Linked DNA regions of Sus scrofa: region 1 is linked to region 2. Evidence: chromatin contacts called from public HiChIP or PLAC-seq data. All regions are on one chromosome and are shown on one strand. The core of a region is the stretch at or near the end of the contact, and the rest is flanking DNA. Distances in the headings are between cores, read along the strand shown. Region 1 has its middle 47 kb from the start of NDUFV2. Region 2 overlaps RALBP1 (ralA-binding protein 1).

Region 1 (4,101 bases), core at 815-3,314, 340 kb before region 2:
TTTCAGATTATTTTCTGTTATGGTTTATTGTAAGTTATTGAGTATAGTTCTCTTTGCTATACAGTAGGTCCTTGGTGTTTTATACATGTATAGTAGTGTGTATATAATTCCAAACTCTCAATTTATCCCTTCCCCCACCCTTTCCCCAATATCACCTTTGGTAACCATAAGTTCCTTTTCTACATCTGTGAGTCTATTCCAGTTTTGTAAATAAGCTCATTGGCATCATTTCTGAGTCTACATATAAGTAATATCATATAACATATTTCTGACTTACTTCACTTGGTATGATAATATCTAGGTCCATGGCTGCAAATGGCATTATTTCATGCTCTTTGCGGCTGAACTGTATTCCATTGTGGCCAGGGATCGAACCCACATCCTCACAGACACTATGTCATATTCTTAACCCGCTGAGCCACATGGGAACTCCTCAGAACCTTTCTAATTAGTCCTGTGCATTTGTGGAAGGGTGACACCCACCGGGATGATGCCCCCCTCCGTGTTCCCTTAGAACACCGGTACCTTCTCAGGGTGCTCTGCGCCCCTCCCCCAGCACCTGCTGTGGGTGTCTGCTGTCTGGTTCCCCTCTGAGCATCAGACCCACCACTGAGTAGGTGAGGGAGTCTCATAACAATGTGAATGGGAAGGTTCAGCACTCCACCAGCCTAGCCAGTCACAAATTTCTTAAAAGTAAGTGCAAAAGGATTCTCTTTGTAAAAAAAAAAAAAAAAAAAAAAAAAAAAAGGTCTTGCATTATTTGTGCCCTGGCTAAGTGTCCACCCCTAAACCAAAGGAGACTAGGATTCCCTTGGTCTTCAGCAACCCTTATCTGCTACCTTGACTCTGAAACTGATCTTTCCATCTGTTGCCATCATTTACTCAGTCCCAGGGGCCTTTACCACACTTGGTGAGGAAAGGAGTACAAACCAGTTGAAAATTAGCCCAAGTCCTCGGCTCTTCACGGTCACTTCTCTTCATTTTCCCTATCACGTGCTTCACTCAGAAGGCAGGTCCCTGGGAGGAAACAGAACCCCTTCCTTGTTGGTCCTGTGCACCTGCCCTGATCCCTTTTGTTTCACCCTGAGCTACCCCTCACCCCAGAACAGGGCTTTTGACAACTCCTCTGAGAGATGAATCTGTCAAGAAGGGTGAAGGGTCTGAAAAATTACCCAGCTTAGACTCTCACTGTTTCATGGATGCTAGAAGAAGACATGAGACTCTGGGTTCAGAGACAAAGGACTTAGTTCTAATGGCCCTGAAAACAACGTCAGCTCTTTGCATTGGTTCCCTTTGCCCCCACATGACACAGAGATTATGCAGTGGTCCCGAATGACACCTGCCCATGCCCAGCAGCTCAGGGTCAAGTGCCCAGCACGTGATAAGGTAGCAACCAAGCCAGCCCCTCCCTACTGTTACCCATTTAATGGGCCATGTGACCAACCAGAGACACTGCTGTGAGATAGGAGACAGATCAGCCTAGGAGCCAGGGGCCCTCAGCACAATTTGCAGGGATGGTTAGAGCCAGGAAGGACTGCTTCTGCCAACAGGGCCATGTACATTGTATCATTCCAAGCTTCCCTTCAGCGTTATCTTAATCCCAAGGCCACAGCACCAAACACTCAGCCCTGGGCTGCTGTTGAAGCCCTACCAAACGTTGATTTACTGCTGAAGGAAAAACAGGATGGTGGGTTGTCCATCTGGCTCCCTGTGTTTAAACAAAAACACTTAAAACTTTGCCCCCCCCCAGTCCTTCCATGGTTTCAGTTCCTGTTGGACTGTTACATAAACTCTCAGTTCCTCTTAGATTGTCATACTGAAAAAGAAACTGCACCTACTCTCCAATCTGGATAAAGAATTCAATATAAAAAGGAAGATATGTGTAATAAGAAACTCCATATGTCCAAAAGCAAACTTCTGGTTCTTTCCAACCTGCCCCCTGTCCTTCCTCCCCAGCAGAAGGCAGCCCCTTCCCCCTTCACAGCCTGCAGAGCGAGTCCACACTCTGACCCACCGCTCCAGAGCCCCCAACAGCCATGCCCCATTACTTCTTTCTTTGTGGCTTCAGTCTTCACCTCTCAGGCTGATTCTCGATCCAGCAGCCAGAGTGGTCCTCTAGCATGGAAAGCCATGTCCTACCATGCTTCTGCTCCAAACCCCCACTGACTTCCAAGAGCCTTCAGAATAGAAAGACCTACTTGGTTCCACATAGCCTGCAGCTCTGCCTGCCCCCTGACCTCTGACTCCTGTCTTCTCTGCCACCACTCCCATCCCTCCGCCTGTTCCCGGACCCACCAAGCCCACCAGTCCAGCCTCTGCTTGGTGGCTGCCCCAGGTGCCAAAGAGCCACCTCTGCTCCCTTTCCGGCCACCCTGTACCCTAGCAGCTACTTTATTCTTCTCCCTGGCACTTGTCACCATGTGGCACTTACTCCCCTGTTGTTATCTGTCTCCTCCCTCAAGAATGAGGGCTGTGAGTCAGGCTTCTGCTCACACGTACCTTCATCCTATATACCCAGTGCCAAGGACACTGCTTGCCCCACACTGGCTCCCAGTAAATGGTTTCTGGATTTATTAACTCAACAAGTTCTAATCATCTACCTCTTCCATTTGCAGTCCAAGGGGGGAGAGAGACAAATCCACATGAGCTCGTAATACAGTGCTCTTAGTGCCACCCTGGAGACGTGTAGGGTATTACAGGGCCATGCGGAGGCTGCACTTGTGGGAGCAGATGGGAATTTTTAAAAAGATCTCAGGAGCCGGGGCGGGACGACGAAGGACATGAGGGCGGGGGTCCTGCCGCTCGGGGACGTCGGCGGCGGAGTGGTGTAGGCTGCAGACAGGTCAGATCCAAGTTGCTATGTCTGGCGGGCGGGCACAGCCCAATCGACCCAGCTGGAACTCCATATGCTGGAGCAAAATAGCAAAAAAAAAAAAAAAAAAAAAAAAAAAAAACTTAGATTGTGGGCAGTGGAACGAATCGATAGAACCATGATGCGGTTCTCCTGCCTTGCTAGTGGTAATGATCCGGCGTAGCTTTGTAGTGCAACCGCTCGATCCGCGTTGCTGGCTCGGTAGGCTGTGGCTACAGCACTGATCGACCCTAGCTGGACTCCATATGCGAGGACCCAAAAAAAAAAAAAAAAAAAAAAAAAAAAAAAAAAAAAAAAAAAGACTCTCAGGTGCTCCATGTGGCAATGGATCGTGGTGTCTCTGAAGTGCTGGGACACAAGTTCAATCCCTGGTCTGGCACAGTGGGACCAGGCATTGCCACAGCTGCAGCATAGGTCAAAGCTGCAGCTTGTATCCGATTCCTGGCCTGGGAATTCCATATGCCAAAGGGCAGCCAAAAAAGAAAAGAATCTTAAAAATAAAAAGATAAGGGGGTTCCTGTTGTGGCTCGGCAGAAACAAATCTGACTAGTACCATGAGAAGGCAGGTTTGATCCCCAGCCTCACTCAGTGGGCTAAGGATGCAGTGTTGCCATGAGCTGTGGTATAGGTCACAGATGTGGCTCGGATCTGGAGTTGCTGTGGCTATGGTGTAGGCTAGCAGCTGCAGTTCTGATTCAGCCCCTATCCTGGGAACCTCCATATGCCTTGGGTATGGCCCTAAAAAGGCTAAATAAATAAATAAATAAAAAGATAACTCTGAGGAGCTCCCACTGTGGCTCAGTGGTAACGAAACTGACTAGTATCCATGAGGACACAGGTTTGATCCCTGGCCTCCCTTGGTGGGTTAAGGATCCAGTGTTGCCATGAGCTATGGTGTAGGTCGCAGACTTGGCTTGGATCCCATGTTGCTGTGGCTGTGGTGTAGGCTGGAAGCTGCAGCTCCAATTGGACCTGTAGCCTGGGAACTTCCATATGCCGCAGGTAGGGCCCTAAAAAGATTTAAAAAAAAAAAAAAGATAAGGACTCTCAGAGAAGCCCCTGTGAAATCCTGTCTGCCCCAATTTGACACCCCAGCAGCATCCCCACCCATGAAGTTCTGGCGTTTTTATTTTAATTGTGATTGTCCATGTGTCAAAAGTGATAACCAAAAAGTGGGAGGAGGGATAAATTAGGGAGATGGGATTAACATACACAAACTACTATATATA
Region 2 (3,989 bases), core at 258-2,757:
CCCTTGCTCAGTGGGTTAACGATCCGGCATTGCCGTGAGCTGTGGTGTAGGTTGCAGATGCGGCTCGGATCCCGCGTTGCTGTGGCTCTGGCGTAGGCCGGTGGCTACGGCTCCGATTCGACCCCTAGCCTGGGAACCTCCATATGCCGAGGGAGTGGCCCAAGAAATAGCAACAACAACAACAACAAAGACAAAAAGACAAAAAAAAAAAAAAAAAAAATTAACTCAAAATGAATCATACATTAAGACTTAAAAAAACTTCCGAAAGAAAACGCTGGAGAAGATCTTATTTCCTTTGGTTTGGGGAGTGATTTCTTAAATAGGACACAAAATCTAGGAACAATAAGAGAAAAATTTGGTGAATTACACTTCAACAAAATATGTTCTTCAAAAAGACACTGTTAAGAAGTTCCCCTTGTGGCTTAGAGGGTTAAGAACTTGACATAGTGTCCGTGAGGATGCTGGTTCCATCTCTGGCCTCACTCATTGGGCTAAGGATCTGGTGTTGCCGCAAGCTGTGGCATAGGTCACAGATGCCTTGGATCTAGTGTTGCTGTGGCTGTGGTGTAAGCCAGCAGCTGCAGCTCTGATTTCAACCCCTAGCCCAAAACTTCCTTATGCTGCAGGTGCAGCCCTAAAACAGGGAAAAAAGAAAAAAAAAAAAAAAAAAAAGACACTGTTAGGAAGATGAATATGCAAACCAGAGACTATGACAAGACATTTGCAAAAAACACATCTGATAAAGGAATTGAACTAGAATATATTAAAAACTCTTAAGAGTTAAGAGAAACCTTTTTTTTTTTTCTTTTTCGGGCCACACCTATGACATGTGGAAATTCCTGGGCTAGGGATCGAATTGGAGCTGCAGCTGCCGGCCTACACCACAGCCACAGCAATATAGGATCTGAGCTGCATCTGGGCTGAAATTAAAAATACCAAGTAGTAGTTCCATTTGTGGCTCAGTGAGTTGATAACGTGACATAATGTCTGTGAGGATGTGGATTTGATCCCTGGCCTCACTCAGTGTGTTAAGGATTCAGTGTTGCTGCAAGTTTTGGAGTAGGTCACAGAGTGGCTAGGATCTGGTATTGCTGTGGCATAGGCCTCAGCTGAAGCTCTGATCCTACCCCTAACCTGGGAACTTCAGTGTGTTGAAGGTGTGGCCCAAAAGAGAAAAATAAATAAAAATACCAAGTGTTGAGAATGTGGAGTAGCTGGAACTCTCCTGTATTGCTCTTAGTTCAATCCTTTTGGAAAGCTTGGCAGTTTCTTTTAAAGTTAAACATCAAGTTGCCATATGACCAAGCACTTCCACTCCTAGGTATTTATCTAATGTAAAAAGGCACATACCCCCGCATGCAAGGCAAATACATAGTGTTTATGGTGAGCTAGATAAATAGCTCAAAACTAGTTCAGCTGGTGAATTGATGAACAAATTGTGGTACATTCATATCATGGCATATTACTCAGCAAACTGCTGATACAGATGACACAATAGATGAATCATAAAAGATACTTAATCCAGTTTATGTGAAACATAAAAGGCAAAAAGCAAAGCATGGAAGGGAAAGGTCTTGGTTGCCAGAGGCCAGCAGAAGGTAGAAGAGCCCATGGCGGTGACTGTGATGATAGTTACTTGACTGTTTATTTTTGTCAAAACCAGTTGAACTGTGTGTTTAAAATTGACCCCTCCCTAACCCGCAAAAAAGTATCACAGAAGGTAATTTATGTGGAAGGGTTCCAGAAATGGTGAGCACATTAAACAGAATTGAACACTTTTTCTCCCAGTGGAGCCACAGACTGAGATCCACATGTTATTTTCAAAGCCCAATTAATGAATGCCCAGCTCTCCAGATGGTTCTTCTGACTGTGTCACTCTTACTTTTTCAAATCCAGGAGATGAGAAGGGAACTTCTAGAATGGTGATATGTGACTTTGTCAAATGTGTTACAGTAGGTTAACCAGTGTTTTCAATTTCTCTTACTTGACAGGAGTGTGAAACCAAGATTGCCCAAGAAATAGCCAGTCTTTCAAAAGAGGATGTTTCCAAAGAAGAAATGAATGAAAATGAGGAAGTCATAAATATTCTTCTTGCCCAGGTAAGCTAGTCTTTTTCTCTATTTTGCAAGATTCTTTAAAAAAAAAAAAAAAGAATTGTATATATTTAAGGTATACAACATGATGATTTGATACACCTGTATGTAGTGAAATGATTACTAGTCAAGCTAATTCACATTATCGTCTCACACAAGTTCACCTATCTTTTGGGATGGGTGCACTTAAATCTGTTGTAGCCTATCTTCAGTATCAGTCCAGTGTTGTTAGCTGTCCTCATCCCTCCTTGCCCATCAACCTAAGTGCAGCTTTGTGGTTTTTGATCAATACCTCCCTGTTTCCCCCACCCTCCAGCCCTTGGTAACCACTATTCTACTCCCTGATTCTATGAATTCTGCATTTTTTAAGACTCCACAATTGAGTGAGATCATGCAGTATTTGTCTTTTTCTGTCTGGCTTATTTTACTTAGCATAATGTCTTCCAGGTGCATTTAAACTGTATTAAATGGCAGGATTTCCTTTTTATCTGAATAGTATTCAGTCTGTGTATTACATATTTTTTTTATGTGGGTGTGTTTTTATATATACGTATTATAAATAGATCACATCTTTATCCATTCATCCATTGACCATTGGGTTTTTATATTTTGGCTTGTGAATAACGCTACAGTGAACTTTGGGATGCGGATATTTCTTCAGTGTCCTATTTTCACGTACTTTGTATCTCTATCCAGAAGTGGAATTGCTAGATGGTGTGATAGTTCTATTTTTTATTTTTGGAGGAACCTCCATACTGTTTTTCCTCGTAGGTGCCTCAGTTTACATTCCTACCAACAGGGTTCCCTTTCTCCACATTCTTGCCAACACTTGTTGTCATTTGTTTTTTGATAATAGACATTCTGAAAGGTATGAGGTGATATCTCATTGTTTTGATTTGCATTTCCCTGATGATCAGTGATATTGAACATCTTTTCATATATCTGTTGGCCATTCATATGTCTTCTTTTGGGAAATGTGTATTTAGATCCTTTGCTGATTTTTTTATGGGTTGTTTGTTTTCTTGCTATTGATTGAGTTCTTTATATATATATATTAACCCTTTATTAGATGTATGGTTTGCAATATTTTCTCATTCCACAGGTCGTCTCTTTACTCCTTTGTATCCTTTCCTATGCAGAAGCTTTTAGTTTGATGCAGTACCATTTGTTTATTGTATATTTGCACTTTTAGAGTCATATCTAAAAAAATTATTGCTCAAACTATAAACTTCCCCCTATGTTTTCTTCTAACAGTTTTATGGTTTCAGGTGTTATAGTGAAATCTTTAATTCATTCTGAGGTCATCATTGCTTATGCAGTGAGACAAGGACTCAGTTTTACTCTTTTGCATATGGAAAACCAGTTTCGCAACATAATTTAATAAAGAAGCTATCTTTTCTCCCTTGTATACTGGCATCCTTGTCAAAGATCAGTTGACCACAAAGGTGTGGATTTATTTCTGAACTCTCTTCTGTTACACTGGTCTATATGTCTGTTTTTATGCCAGTACCACAATGTTTTGATTGTAGGGTGATACCTCCAATGTTCATCTTGCTTAAAATTGCTTGGGCTATTATAGTCTTTTGTTGTTCTGTCTGAATTTTAAGTTTTTTTTTTTTAATTTCTGTGAGAAACACCATTGGAATTTTGATAGAGATTCCACTGAATCTGTAGATCACTTTGGTAGTATGGAAATTCTAACAATGTTATTTCTTCCAATCCATGAACATGGGATGTCTTTTCATTTATCTTTTGTGTTTTCTTCAATTTCCTTCATCAGTGTTTTATAGTTTACAGTATACGAATCTTTTATCTCTCTGGTTAAATTTATTCTAAGCGGGTTTGATTGTTTGTTTGTTTATTTGTTTTTTGCTTTTTAGGGTCTACCTGTGGCAC

The links. HiChIP or PLAC-seq counts read pairs in DNA pulled down with a chosen protein or histone mark.
Region 1: an H3K27ac HiChIP or PLAC-seq map of alveolar macrophages shows a contact between it and region 2. The contact joins two enhancer-like sites.

What each region holds. Positions count from the first base shown.
Region 1 is chr6:98,897,479-98,901,579 of Sscrofa11.1, reverse strand. No RefSeq gene overlaps it. Among named protein-coding and RNA genes, the nearest start is that of NDUFV2, 47 kb to the right of the region's middle. Within about 2 kb of position 2,064, at least 18 of the 83 cell types and tissues checked have an H3K27ac peak or open chromatin away from gene starts, as enhancers often do. A contact at or near this core is called in alveolar macrophages, where this site is marked.
Region 2 is chr6:98,557,844-98,561,832 of Sscrofa11.1, reverse strand. It overlaps RALBP1 (ralA-binding protein 1), which reads left to right. Exons shown (of 11, transcript XM_003127830.6): 8 at 1,992-2,099. Among named protein-coding and RNA genes, the nearest start is that of RALBP1, 39 kb to the left of the region's middle. Within about 2 kb of position 1,507, at least 3 of the 83 cell types and tissues checked have an H3K27ac peak or open chromatin away from gene starts, as enhancers often do. A contact at or near this core is called in alveolar macrophages, where this site is marked.